Linked DNA regions of Canis lupus: region 1 is linked to region 2. Evidence: chromatin contacts called from public Hi-C data. All regions are on one chromosome and are shown on one strand. Each heading gives the region's core, a stretch centred on a gene start, on an enhancer-like site or on the middle of the called end of the contact. The rest is flanking DNA. Distances are from core to core; before and after follow the strand shown. Region 1 holds the start of NEDD4L (E3 ubiquitin-protein ligase NEDD4-like). Region 2 overlaps NEDD4L (E3 ubiquitin-protein ligase NEDD4-like).

Region 1 (7,108 bases), core at 4,394-6,893, 120 kb before region 2:
TATCTCTGTTTTGAACTGGCTTTTAGATATTAGCAAAGCATAAAAATTAGTTATGACTTGTTTAATGAAAGCTTGGGACACAAACTATCAAATGATGAGGCTAATTAGAAAAAGAATTAGAACTTTTAGATATTAACAACAATTATTGAATAAAAACCTCAATTGATGGGCTATATGGAAAAAAAATAAACTCAACTAAGTAGTTATTTAACAAAGCAGAAGAGAGATCTGAATAAATCCCTCAGAATGCAGCACAGACGGACAGGGAGATGGGATAAGTTAAAGAGGGTAAGAGACCCTGACAATAGAATGAGAAAGTCTACATGTGATCATTTGGAATCCCAGGGGGACAAAGAGCATGGAGAAAGAGCAGCAGTATTTGAAGAGATGAAAGCTAAGCATTTGGCAGAAATAAATAATAAAAAAACTTTATAATAAGGTGCAAAATATATTAGGCAGGATAAATAAGAAAGCCATGTGTAATTTTTTTTTTAATTTTGTTTGTTTATACATGAGAGACACAGACACAGGCAGAGACCCAGGCAGAGAGAGAAGCAGGCTCCATGAAGGGAGCCCAACGTGGGACTCAATCCCGGGTCTCCAGGATGACGCCCTGGGCTGAAGGCAGGTGCTCAACCGCTGAGCCACCCAGGCGTCCCTGTAAAAACAAATTATGAAAAGTTCAGAACACCAAGAATGGAAAGCAGCTAACTAAGACAAATGACCTGCAAAGGAAAAATAATTAAACTAAGAGCTGCCTATTCATCACTAGCAATGGAAGCCAGAAATCAGAGGAATAGTATCTTCAAAGTGCAGAGAATGAGACCATCATTTTACTTCGGAAAAGACAATATATTGAGTTTTTCTTTTTTTTTTTTCCTATTGAGTTTTTCTTAAGGTTTTTCTGTCCCCCAGTCACCGCAGAAATTATTCACAATCTTAAGACTTTAGAGTGGTGGGTTGATAAAATGGGTGACACTAGTCACACGGAGAACATAGATTTACATCTTTCTACATCCCATAACCACTTTGAGTCTGCTTCTAATGTATAATTTTCACCATCTTCCATGTATGGGGACATTTCAGATAAAGTTTATCACCAATGAACCTTTACTAAAAAAGTTTAAAAGTATGTTCCTCAGGAGAAAGGAAAATGATCTCAGATGAATGTCTAAGAAGCAACAAGGAATCCCTAGAAACGAAACCACAAAACACATTGCTAAACCTAAAAAAAAAAGTATAATATTAAAATACCTAATTTGGTGGTTTAAAAAAAATGACAGAACGAAACCGGATAGTAATATCATGGAAAAAGTCAATGAATAGTGTTTTAAGCTTCATTGTTCAGATGGGGGATTAAGATACCAACTTCTGATTTGTTAAATAAGGCACACATATTAAATGTTAAAAGTAAACAGTAGAAATGCATCAATCGACATCCCAACTGGGAGAGGAGAAACAAATACAGTAAGAAAACAACAGCACATTTCAATAAAAAGATTCATTTAAAAGTAAGGAAAAGATAAAGTAAAAATGTGGAAATTTAGATATTTTAGAAATATTAAAAAGGAAAATAGCTGGGTGGCTCAGTTGGTTAAGTGTCTTTGTTTTTGTTTTTTTTTTTAAGTGTCTGTCTTTGGCTCAGGTCATGATCCTGTGGTCCTGGGGTTGGGCTCCCTGCTCAGTAGGGAACCTGCTTCTCGCTCTCACTCTGCTACTTCCCTTGCTTGTGCTCTCATTGTGTCAAATAAATGAAATCTTAAAAAAAAAAAAGAGAGAGAGAGAGAGAGAAACAAAGAAAATAGCTAACATAGTTAAGAGGAAAGAGTTTAGTCACACTGGGGAAAAAACAGGAATCTAATATCTACGTCTCAGACATTTTTTGGAGCACTAGAATGAAGGGCACCTCGATGTTCAAGATGTGGTTCTTTAAAAGTTTAGCTATTTTTTTTAAATTTTTATTTATTTATGATAGTCACAGAGGGAGAGAGAGAGAGAGAGAGAGAGAGAGGCAGAGACACAGGCAGGCTCCATGCACCGGGAGCCCGATGTGGGATTCCATCCCGGGTCTCCAGGATCGCGCCCTGGGCCAAAGGCAGGCGCCAAACCGCTGCGCCACCCAGGGATCCCAAGTTTAGCTATTTTTATACAAAAAGGTTCATTATTTACACGCCCCTCGTTGCTATCTACCTCTATGCTCAGCAGTTTGAAGCATGGTTTATTTCCGTGTGTAATTGTAAACACCTTAAACGTGTAGGACTTCTCTATGTGTCAACGAACGCAGCCAAGTTCCAAGACGGCACCAGTCTTTACAGGTACCTGGCCATCTTCAAAAAGGCCTGTTTCACCAGCTTTCTTTTGAAAGAACCCAAGTCCCCGCAAAATGGAAGAGAAAAATGTCGTGGTATTTATATGAAATTTATGCAAATAGGTGTCACTGTGTTTTCAGCTTTGGGTTCTTCCCAGGCTCAATTAAGGTACACATAGTTAACTAAACCAACTCAATTTGTAAAGAGGCTTAGTATTAGAATGTTCCCTATTTGTGATCACCTGTTGTACTTTAAAATTGTTCTTGCTAATTTTTCATTTCTGATGACCTAATGAAGAGCATTCACCAAACACCCACGGTATCAAATCTTAGATGTTTAAAGGCAGCCTCCAAAGGGAACAAAACGGAACAAATTCTATGCTAATTGTTGGGTAGACGGGAACCTGACTGGAGGATGCAAGAACACTTTGGCTTTGGACGAGAATGCCAAATAGTTTCTCTTAAGGGTTGTCCTCCCCACACTACCTACCCCCCACCCCCCAAAAAAAAGTGGATTGCTATTCTGAGACTTCAGGGTGCTAGGGGGCATGTAGAACTGGGCAGTCCATAATAGTCCCATTAAGTACATATGTTTATATCCTACCTCCTTCCACAAAGGATGTATGTTTATAATATGCAGTTTTCTCTAAATTAAAAAAATCAGGATCATAGAAAATATGTAGAGAGTAGGCTAGAGATCCCTACATTTTGCTCTTAGAATCTCCTGGAGCGCCTCTATAAATCCTGATGCCCACGTGGCACCCCACATCAACCAGATCCGTGTATGAGGGAGGGAGACAGAGAACAGTAGTTCTAAAGATCCCCAGGTGTTCCCGTGTACAGTGAAGTTTGGGAACCACCGGCAGAGGCTGCCATTCTCAACACAAACATTAGCATCACCTGGGAAACCACTGGAACTACTGATGCCTGCACTCCTCCCCTGAACCAATGTTATCATAGTCTCGTATGCTGGCAGCTGAGCACTTGGTATTGGGCACTGGATCATTTTAAAGCTCCCCAGATGGTAACAATGTGCATTCAGCATAGAGAACCACTGCCTTGGGGGGAAGCCGATTCGTAATTACAACGGGTACTGATTTCAATTTTTTATAGGTTCTCTTATGGCTCACAGCCTTAAAATTGGTCCTGAGTTTCCTGGTGGCCAAAGTAAATAGAAAAACAATCATTTGAAATAGTTCTCCTCATCGTATGTAAAAGCTTACCAGTTCCTTGGAAGAAAGAAAGCTTTTCCTCATAGGTCTGAAATGTCTCGAGTCTTCTTAACAGGGGCCATTGAATAATGGTATGGATCATGGTTTTATAAGCACCCCTACAATAAATGACATATGGTCAGTCTCACATCGTAGTTTCTAATTGCCATCCCTAAGGGAAAGCCAAGGATATGACCCAAGAGTGCCAGTAGTGTAGGCTGTTGGGGTGGGGCAGGGGAGCAGGAATGATGAAGAGGGGATAAGGGAAGTATGAGACACCTCTATGGTTTCCAGAAGTTATGGCTTTCCCCAGAGATAAAGCCTGGACCTGTGTACCCCCAGTGTGCAGGAAAGGTGTCCTATATCATTAGAAATTACAATTCTCTATTTGAAAACTTTAAAATCTATTACGCCCCCTCCACCTCCCAGGGTACAAGGCTTGGCAAAGTTTTGGGGTAGTGAGGGTAAAGAAGCAGTGAAGCCTATGGGAGTCACAGGCACCATGTTAAAATTTGGGGGGGGGGTGTATGTATGTGCACAGGTGTGCATGTTAGAGAACCTTTTGTTTATTAAAAGAAAAACAATCTAGGTCTGAAAAAGTGAAAAAACTTTGGCCCAAAAAGAACAGACCGGTCATTTCTGTTCCTCCATAAAGGTAATTTTCTTTTTTTCCCCCTCCGTTGGGCTTTTCTGGCATCTAAGTTCTGTTGACTTAATAGGACACGATTTGCAGACAAGAAGGCTTCGCAGGACAGTGCTGGCTCCACGGGGTTAAGTCTTGCAAAGAAACCCACCATACAGACCCATACAGACGCAGGGCACAGGGTTTTAAGCCACAGCAGTGTCACCGGGAGGCCTAGGTGGGGGCGGTAAGGTGGGGGATGCCCATTTTCTTTCGAAAACGATCTAGCAGGGCCCACAAGCAGATATTTTAGCAAAGTAGCTGGAAACAGGCATAAGGACGCTCATGGATCACGTGAGTTCTCCTTTCTTCCTCGAAACATTCTAAAAGCGCCCTGTTCATTCCAAAGTAGACATTCTGAGTGAGGCTTCTTTTCAAAGGAAAAATCGCATATTGTGCTTATAAAAAGACAAAAATTCGCAACTGCCTTTACCAGCTAAATTTAAGGAAAGGCTTCCCGGAAAAAGTGGAGGGATGCATTTCTTTCGCTTATTTAAAAGTCGTCGGCGGCGTCCCTATGGATCTTGGGGGTGACCAGGAGGGGATGTGCTCCGGGAGGCACCGCGGCCGGGACGCGGGAGGAGCCCGCCCGGGTCTGCACGTGCGGGGGGCGGGGGCTCCCCGAGCTGCACGGTCTCCCGCGGGGGCGCCCGGGCGAGCGGAGCCGGCTTTGCTCAGGGGGGCGGGTGCGCGCCGGGGCGGCGCGGCCTCGGCCTCGGCCTGCGCCCCCGAGCCTGACCCAGGCAGTGGCGAGCGGCGGCCACACCGGGGCAGCCTCTCCCCCGCGGGCGGCCGGCCGAGGGGTCCGGAAGCATATGCCCGCCTCCCCCCCGGACCATCGCGGCGCGCTCGGGGCTCGGGGCGCAGGGAGCGCGAAGGGGGTGGCCCGGGGCGCCCCGGGCGCCCCGCCCCCGCCCCCAGCCCCCCACGCCCAGGCCGCCCCGGCCCCATTGCGCGCGCGGGGAGGGCCGGCTCGGGGCGCACCCCCGCTCCCGCCCCCGCCCCCGCCCCGCCAGCCCTCGAGCGCCGCCCCCGAGCCCCGCGGGTGGGGGGGGCCTGGGCCCCGAGCCCCGCCGCGCGGCCTCTGATTGGCTTGGGGGGCGCGTGCGCCCGCCCCGGCGAGCGGGGAGGGTCCCCCCGGGCGCCGGGCGGGGGCGGGGGCGGGGGCCGGGGCGGGGAGAGCGGGGGCCGCGGGGAGCCGGGCTCGGGCGCGCGGAGAGCCGGCTCGGAGAGCGCCGGGGAGGGCGGCCGGCGGGCTGGGCGCGCTCCCGGGGCCGCCTGCCTGCACCGCCCCGCGGCCTTCCGGGAGGAAGCGGCGCCCGCGGCGGCCGGGGCGGGCGCTCGGGGCGGGCGCTCGGGCTCCCTCACCTGCCGGCGCCCGGGTCCCCCCGCAGCCCGCCCGCGGGACGCGCCAGGCCGGGCGCCGAGCAGCGCAGGAGCGCAGGAGCGCAGGAGCCGCCGGCCCAGCCGCCCGGGAGCGCCCCGCAGCCCGCGGGGGGCGCCGGCTCCATGGCGACCGGGCTCGGGGAGCCGATCTACGGACTTTCGGAGGACGAGGTGAGCGGCGGCCGCCCGGGTCCCGGCGGGCGCGGGGTCTGCGGGCGGGGTGCGCGCCGCCCTGGGCCGCGGGGACGGAGACGCGTGCGCCCCTCGGCCGCGCTCCCGGGCTCCCGGGCAACTTCCCGCCGCTCGGCCCTGCGGCCCGGGAGCCCACGCCGCGCGTCGCGGCCGGGTGTCGGCGGGACCTCCCGGGGCCGAGCGGCGGGCGCCCCGGGGCTGCGTGCGCGCAGGGGCAGGGGCAGGGGCGGGGGCCGAGGCCGGCGCGCCCGGGGGTCCCGGGGGTCCCGGGGCGGGGGCGCGGCCAGGGGCGGCAGGTGCCGCCGGAAACTTGGAGGGAGCCCGCAGCCCTGCCATGTCTTCTTTTCTTTTCTTTTCTTTTCTTTTCTTTTCTTTTCTTTTCTTTTCTTTTCTTTTCTTTTCTTCCTTTTTTTCCTCGGCCCCCCCCCCCCCCGGCTTCCGAGCCCGGCACCCCCGGGGTAGGTGGAGAGACAAAAGCTCAATCGCTCCCCCTTATTAATAAAGCAGATGCGGGAAGCCACGCCCCCGAGGCTGTGGCTGCGCGGGGTGAGCTTTGTTCGCGGCCTCCGAGGTGTCCCCGCGGCCCCCGCCCCCCCGCCCGCCCGGAGGGGACCCCGCGCCCGCGCCCGCCTCGGCCCCGGAGGGCGGGGACAGGTAGGGGGGCCCGTCGGCGGGGCGCGGGCGCGGGGCTCCCGGGGGCGCTTTACGGCCCTCGGTGCATTACTCAGCGGGGAGGTATTTCCTCTCCTGGTCGTGCGTTTCATGAAAAGTTGATGCCTGGAAATTCGAGGGTTTCGGGCTTTCTCTTTCTTCCCCCTCCTTTCTTTTCCGAGGTCCCCTCTTTCTCGGGTGCTGGGGGTGGGGTTGCTGGAGAGGCTGTTATCCGGACCTGCCCCGTGATGGCTTCTCTCTCTGCAGCTTTCCTGCCCTGGTTGGGGGTGTGTGTGCGTGCGTGTGTGTGTGTGTGTGTGTGCTTTGCAAGTGTGTGATGGAATCGTGTGTGTGTGCTTTGTGACTAATGGAATTGTGCGTGTGTGCACTTTGCAAGTGTGTAATGGAATCGTGTGTCTGTGCTTTGTAAGTGTGTAATGGAATAGTTACCTGGGGGTGGAGAGAGTGTTTGGGGGTAGGACTTTTTTTTTTTTTTTTCTTTCTTTCTTTCTCTCTCGCCAGAGCTACCTAAAGCTTGCCTCGGTATGTATTTTATCAAAGAATGATCACAATGCAAATAATGTGTGATTTACGTTTTCGATTATTTTGCCCTGCTGTGCTCAGGGCGAGGTAATTTCCCCCTTTTTTGAAGGGGGGGGGCAGTTACCTGGGGATGGG
Region 2 (7,133 bases), core at 1,606-4,105:
TGCAAGACCTTCACTCTTGCTCTATCCCAAAGCATTCCATATTTGTCTCACCATGTTCCTTGCTGGGGGGAGGTGGGAAAGAGTGTAAGAAGCTGAAGTATAAGCAAGGCAGCGGGCCAACTGGAGATGAGTCAGAAATGAAAGCATTTCTAAGTGTGTAAGACAATGAAGACAGTATTTATTTTACAAAAACTGAACTTAACCACCAAGCCTGCGGAAGCATGGCCAGAAGACCCCGTGTGAGGGAGGTCCACCCAGCGCTGGGAGGGAGAGGATCTCCACCACCCTTTCCTCATCAAAGGAGGAGGGAGAGGTTTCTGTGTCAGGCAATGGTTCCCCTGTTTCTGTTTTTTAAAGATTTTATCTATTCATGAGAGACAGAGAGGCAGAGTCACAGGCAGAGGGAGAAGCAGGCTCCCTACGGGGAGCCCAGTATGGGACTCGATCCTGGGACCCCGGGTCACGCCTTGAGCTGAAGGCAGACGCTCAACTGCTGAGCCCGCCCCCCCCCCTCCCCAGGCGTCCTGGTTCCCCCGTTTTTAGGAGGTGAAGGCAACTCGCCAACACGTTGGGTGGCCGGGCCTCAGAGAGGCCTTGGGAATAGTGTGGCCCGGGCCCACTCTGCGTCTGTGTTGACAGCATCGCTGCCACTGAAGGTGAAGATACCCTGGTCTACCTAGAAGTTATGCTTTTAAAACTAGACACATGTACAGCCCGGGTGGCTCAGCGGTTTAGCACCGCCTTCAGCCCAGGGCGTGATCCTGGGGTCCCGAGATTGAGTCCCACGTCGGGCTCCCTGCATGGAGCCTGCTTCTCCCTCTGCCTGTGTCTCTGCCTCTCTCTCTCTCTCTCTCTCTCTCTCTAGTCTCATGAATAAAAAACAAAATCTTTACAAAAAATAAAAAATAAAAATGGACCCATGTCTCTGGAATCGCCAAGCGTTACTACATTCCTCAGATACAAATCTCCTGTGTTGTCACGTTTCATCTTCTAAGAAACATTGTCAATAGATTTGATCAGATTCTTTCTACTTGGGGTTCATATTTGGGGGAGGGACCTGGAAGATAAAATGTTTAAGATGGCTTATACCCTGAGTGAACTGGCAGGTTCTCAAGTGGGAAGCAGAGCCTTCTCGGAGGGCCGTGTGTGGTTCTCTAAGTCGGGGGCCGGGGGCTTCTCTGAGAAGGGCCCGATGGTCCAGGGCGTAGGCTGGGCCGGACTTGCAGTCCCCGAGGAGCGCAGAGGCAGGGGGGATGGTGTGTGATGGGTGCGGCCCTGTGCCAGGGCCCCAGGCCCCCGCCTGCCACCCTCTGAGAAGTAGAAGTTACTGATTTTCTACAACATACATATTTAGCATGGGGAGTGCCAGTATTATTTGGTCATGATTTTCAGATTCAACTCTTCCATAGAGCTGCTGGTTAGTCGACAGACAGGCATTGAGTCAGTGTTGACTTTTTGGGCGCGGAGGAATGGGATTTTCTAGATAGTGCAGGAGTATTTTTTTTTTTCTTTCTTTCCCCCCCTTCAAGGGCAGCATGATTACAATATGGCTTATGGAACTCTCTAGATGTGCGCTGTGGATTTTGAAGTCTGCAAATGAATACAACTGCAAAAATGTTTCTGTCCTGGACAAAATGATTCTCACTGCTTTGTCTATCAATATGTGAATAATACAGTTGAGTTTCTATGTGTACAAGCAGATGGGCAGTCACGTAATTTAGTGTATCGTGGGACGCCTGCGTGGCTCCGCAGTTGAGCATCTGCCTTTGGCTCAGGGTGTGACCCCAGGGTCCTGGGATCGAGTCCCCCATTGGCCTCCCTACGGGGTGGGGAGCCTGCTTCTCCCTCTGCCTGTGTCTCTGTCTCTCCCTGTGTCTTTCATGAATAAATAAATAAAGTCTAAAAATAAATAAACAAATTAGTGTATCGCAATTAAATATTGCCCGATTGCTCCACTGAATATTTTTGGGACTTTGGGACCTTGAGTGCAAGTAATGTTTAATAAGGAATCCGCAATATGGAGCTCCTGAGTCAATTATTAAAAGAACTGGTATTTCTGCTGTATAATATCAACACAAGTGATATAACAGACGCCTTGCCTCTTAATGAGCTTGTGCTAGCATTCCTTCTGGTGTGCCGAATGGCATGGGTAGTAAATGTGCTCTGAGCGCTGTTGTTTGCATTTCTTGCCTTTGTTGATCAAGGTGCACTATTGTGCTTCCGCTTTTGAAGAACTGATTGTTGTTTCAAGTCTCTGTTATTTTTAGATGCTTGAAATTCTAAGCGTTCATGGTAGGAAAACAGTGAAGTCTTTGAAAGAAATGCTACCTTTCACGTTTGGGGGCGGCCGACTGGGAAATCAAAACGGGTGAATCTTAAAAATGTGATCCTGGTTTCTTTCTGGTTGTTTTTGCTAGTGAGAAAATGATAGTGTTGGTTGGATATTCTCTGCCTCTGACTTGTCAGCTCTTGGGTGTTCACTGTGAACGGTGGCTTTAATTTTGTTGAAGTGATTCTTAAACGTTACCTAGGTAGTCTGGCCAGTAAAAAAGAAATTTGCAACACGGGAAAAAGAAATTTCCAGAATGGGTTACGGGCTCCCTGCAGTGTGATGTCATTTTCTCAGTTATTAAATATATAGTCTGACCATCCTGAGATTTGAATGACTAATGAGGTCGTATAACTCAGGATCTTTGCTTTGCTCCTTACACTCTTTGCCTGGAACGTCAGAATATTTGAAACTGTTCTTTCTCTGCGGTGATCTGTCTTAGCTGGCGGCTCCCACCACAATCGAGGTGCCTGAGCTGGGGACCTGGGAGGTGTCCTGGGTTCTCTCCATCCCTCCTGCCCCCCAGCCTCATCTCCGTGGGGGTAGAGGCCTTCCCAGGTGGTTTTCGCGTCTGCCCTCTCGCCCCGTCCTTTCTCACATCTATAGAATTGTCTCTCCAGCACAGACCGTGTTCTCCTGGCCGAACCTTTCAGGGATCAGTCATTGCTGTGGATTAAGTCCTGGCTCCTTAACCTTGACAGAGGAGCCCTCCGTGTATCCTCCAGTGTGTCTTGGCCTCCACCTCCCCAGGCAGCCACACTCCCTGTCCTGTGCCTTTGCTGGTGCCCAGACGACCACCATCTCTCTGTCTTGCACAGCTGCCTTATTGTCCTTCATGCCTACACCCCCAACACTGCCCCGCCCCGAGCCCCCCCCCCCCCCCCCCCCCCCCCCCCCCCCCCCGCTTCCCTGTCTCCACTCACTTTGCTCAGATCCCGGGGCGTTGGCTTTGTTTGCTCACCCCATGCAGCTGCCCGTGGGCGCATGGGGCTATGCTGTTGGAACTTCCCTCTGCACCCTGCTGTGGTCCCACATTGGCCCAGGGCCACCAAACCATAACTGCCAACACCCCCCACCCCATCTCCACCCAATGTGCTTGGCAAACTATTGCACGTTCCTCTCAGCCCCTTGGCTCTTGGCGCCCTTCCTGCCACTTGGCTGGGTTTATTTCTCCTGCTTTTGTGCACTCCCAGTGATTTATACGTGGCCAGATCTTCCTTACCCACTCATTTCATAATATTTATTTTATTCTGTATGTATCTTTAAGACCCTCCTCCTTCTTGTGCACATTATCAGTGTTAAGAACACAAAAATCCTCTACTAGCACGTGCATTATTTCCAGCTCTTTCTTCCTTTGAAATTGCTACAAATGCAAAACCTTTAAGAAATCCCTCACCCTTAACTCCTCTGTCCAGTTCGCTGGAGTTAGAGGGATTGCGAGCATCCCTGACCTTGAAGGCTTCCCGGGTGGCTCTTTCTGCGAGGCCACCAAGATGTATCGGGGAGTTAGAACTCCCTCTGGTGGCCGTATCGTCGGGTGTGTGTTCATTCTGGACTGAACTTGGTATTCAGGTCTAACAGTCCTTTGGAGTTCTTTTTAAATTTAATGTTCTGATTTTTAAAATTAACTCAGATCTTTGCTTTAACAGGTATTTAAGTCCCTCTCGGATCATGACACATGGAGGAGAAAGAATTTTACTTTAAGCCATTCCTACTTTTTTACATGGTTGGTTTTAAAGTAAACAATAAGTAGCATTAACTTTATTTCCCCCTTTTTCTCTTCCTTTCTCTGCCCAATAACTTCCTAAGCTTGTCATATCATTAAAATAAAATGTCGCAGATTGCAAAAGAATAAGTAACTGATACTGGGAAGAAATGAAATTCTTCAAATGAGGGGTACTGTGTTCCAGTATGGAACAGGTAGCATTCACAGTCAAAATGAATTATACTGTGTTTTTAGCCTCACACTTGGATGGATCAGAACTTAGCACTCTGTTTTGTCAAGAAAGGGATTTCCAGGCTGACATGTTTAATATAGAAAAATAATCATTATAAACAGTACCTCTTTCCATGCTAATTATGGGAAACAGGTATTGATCATCTCAAAAATATTTGTATTTGGCTCTGGAGTTAAAAAAGACCCTTTGCCTGTAATTGTGAGGTGGTTGAGAAGTCTTTACCACTACAGAGAAGTTCATGGAGAAATTCATGACCTGAAGAACTAGATTCAGAAAAGACGAGAGGTTTATTTAAATAAAAAGCCTTTTTTCTCCAGGCACCTGGGTGGCTCAGTGGTTGAGTGCCTGCCTTCTGCTCAGGTTGTGATCCTGGGGTCCTAGGATCGAGTCCCACATCGGGCTCCCTGCGGGGAGCCTGCTTCTCCCTCTGCCTGCATCTCTGTGTCTTTCATGAGTAAATAAGTAAGAAAATACTTTTAAAGCCTTTTTTACTTCCCTGTAGCTAGATTGCTAATGATGCACATAGATAGCATTACTTTTCAGACTGATAACCTTCCAAAAACAGTAGCAGCACTTAAAAATATTTTTTTAAGTGCCAGATTGGCTAATTTTCTCCCAGGTGTGCTTGAGGGTTTGATTTTTGTTTTGATGCAGTTCTGTTGGGTGCCCACGAAGCTGTCGGGGCAGTCTGCCAAGGGGGTATGTAACAGCAAAGGACTGACTTAAACAGCATCGGGGTGGTTCAAACACCCACTGAAGAAAATGGCCTGGGTCATTATCTGCTCGTGTCACAATCCTGTTCTTCTCTCCCTTTGCCATTTCTTGGGGTTTGCAAATGCTGCCAAAAGGCAAAAACCAGAGGAAAGCCACGAATGCTTTCTGTGGAACAGAAAAACTGGAAGCCGCCAGGGAGAAAAATGAGGGAGATGAGTGTTGGTTTGAGCAGATATTAAAATAGTTCATTTTCTTTTCAGTTGAAGGCCGAGGTGCGTTGTCCGACTGTTTTCCTGAGATAATGTTTTCTTGTGACAGCCCCTGCTAATGCTAAAACCGTAGAACCATAGATAAATGCAAAGTCCTACAGTTTTCTCAAGGCACCTCCCGCTGAAGAACATGCCAGCCGCCAAAGCAGGCAGGTGAATAAAACCAAGAGACCCGAAACCATCTCAAGTGAGAAGATGCTGTTGAAGTGGCAGGGTACCTCTGCACCCCCTTGTTGGGTGGAGAGCCTGAGAAACCTGATGACGCCTCTCCCCCCCCCCCCCCCCCCCCCCCCCCCCGGGTTGCAGAGAGAGGGCTGGTAGGGCGGAGGGTGTTGGCCACTGTCATCACAGAGGACACTTGGGTCACTGCGGCTCCACCCTCAGGCAGCTTTCCCCAAGCCTTGCTCTAACCACACTGTGTCATCTTGGGCATTTGTGTAGTATCTGAGCCTTGATGTGCAGGGTAGACGACACAGAGAGGGTCCCTAGTAACAGTGAGGCATGGCAAAAGAAGCGTTGCTGGGCCCGATGAGGTTAGAAATACTACCAGGGCCTATACTTGGGTTGCAGCCTTAAGGACGTACGTACTGAAGACGACAGTTTGAGTGTCCATTGGAGAGAGATGGATCGTGTTCCTGCTCCTCCCAAACAAGGAAGCCCAGCTGTGCTCCTGGGCAGCACATCATAAATTGTTTCCCGGGTTAATAATGAGAAAGGTCGATGCGAGTGTTTTGGTTTACTTTCATATTTGCATGTTGGGGCACCTGGGTGGCTCAGGGGTTGAGCGCCTGCCTTCGGCTCAGGGTGTGATCCCTGGGTCCTGGGGTCGAGTCCCGCATGGGGCTCTCTGCGGGGAGCCTGCTTCTCTGCCTGTGTCTCTGCCTCTCTCTGTGTGTCTCTCGTGAATAAATAAATAAAATCTTAAAAAAAAAATGCATGTTGAGGACAGCTGGAAAAAGCTGCACGTTTGTTGTGGAACCTCAGCAGCCCTGTAAGAAGCAGAGGTAAAAGTCCCTCCTGCTTGGCCTTCCGCCCTGGGCCTGCTGTGACAGACAGGCGCTCTGAGCACAGGCCCCCAGATCTTTTGCGTGTCTGTGTCTGTGTCTGTGTCTGTGTGTGTGTGTGTGTGTGTGTGTGTGTGTGTGTGTTGAGGGGAAGGCACAACAATGACATCATACGACTGTAATGGCGTTAGACTCCACGGTACCTGTAGAAAGCACTCCAGGCGCCCTGTAGAGCTCAGTCTGCCTCCTCTCTATGGCCAGGGGGTGCTGGGGAGTGCAGAAAAGCTGCTGTGATGAGGGGCGCATCACCCTCCTGCAGGCCCAGAGTGGACAGGACTTGGAGAATGGCCTCCTGGATCATTGGGCCCGAGGTGACCTTGGTGGCCCTCCTGGCCGCAGCTCAACGCGGGCTGCTCTGTGCCTTGATTTTTTTTTTTCAGATGTTGTTTTTAGCTCCTTAGTGGTCCAGGCCCTGTAGAGGGAACTTAGGGTCCCTGTCTGCTCAGAGTTTATAATCCTTCACCTCCCTTCATCTTCTGCATCTTTGGCCAACTGCAGAGGAAGCTACTTTGAAAGATGCTTCTCCCCTGACCCCATATACTACCTCATTTTCTGACCCCATCTCCCACCCCTCCCTATGCCGTCCCCACCCTGGGCCCCCCTGCTCTGGGAGCCCTGGCTGGAGGAAGCTTACTCCCGTGACCTGGTGTGCTACTAGTTACAAATAAGCTCCCCAGGGAGGTTGCCCGTCCTGGTCTAGCCACCTTCAGGGTGCACATTGGCCCGGACAGTGTGCTTTGCTGGGACCCAGCACGCCCCATCTGCAGCATCCTGCAGCACCCTCTCCAGGCCTGTGGGT

What was found. Hi-C and Micro-C count contacts between places; a contact is called where the count stands out from the background.
Region 1: a contact with region 2 is called in a Hi-C map of skin fibroblasts, with 2.3 times the contacts expected there. The contact joins the promoter of NEDD4L here to the enhancer-like site in region 2. A contact is called at or near these places in 2 of 9 Hi-C or Micro-C datasets (amygdala and skin fibroblasts).

The regions. Positions count from the first base shown.
Region 1 is chr1:18,071,316-18,078,423 of UU_Cfam_GSD_1.0, reverse strand. It overlaps NEDD4L (E3 ubiquitin-protein ligase NEDD4-like), which reads left to right and starts at 5,643. Exons shown (of 27, transcript XM_038525922.1): 1 at 5,643-5,758. The coding sequence starts at 5,711. LOC119870721 (a long non-coding RNA gene) reads right to left here and starts at 6,782. Exons shown (of 3, transcript XR_005353442.1): 1 at 6,504-6,782; 2 at 3,532-3,638; 3 at 600-658.
Region 2 is chr1:17,949,468-17,956,600 of UU_Cfam_GSD_1.0, reverse strand. The region is part of intron 2 of NEDD4L (E3 ubiquitin-protein ligase NEDD4-like); the gene reads left to right. Among named protein-coding and RNA genes, the nearest start is that of NEDD4L, 120 kb to the left of the region's middle. Within about 2 kb of position 2,855, at least 5 of the 20 cell types and tissues checked have an H3K27ac peak or open chromatin away from gene starts, as enhancers often do.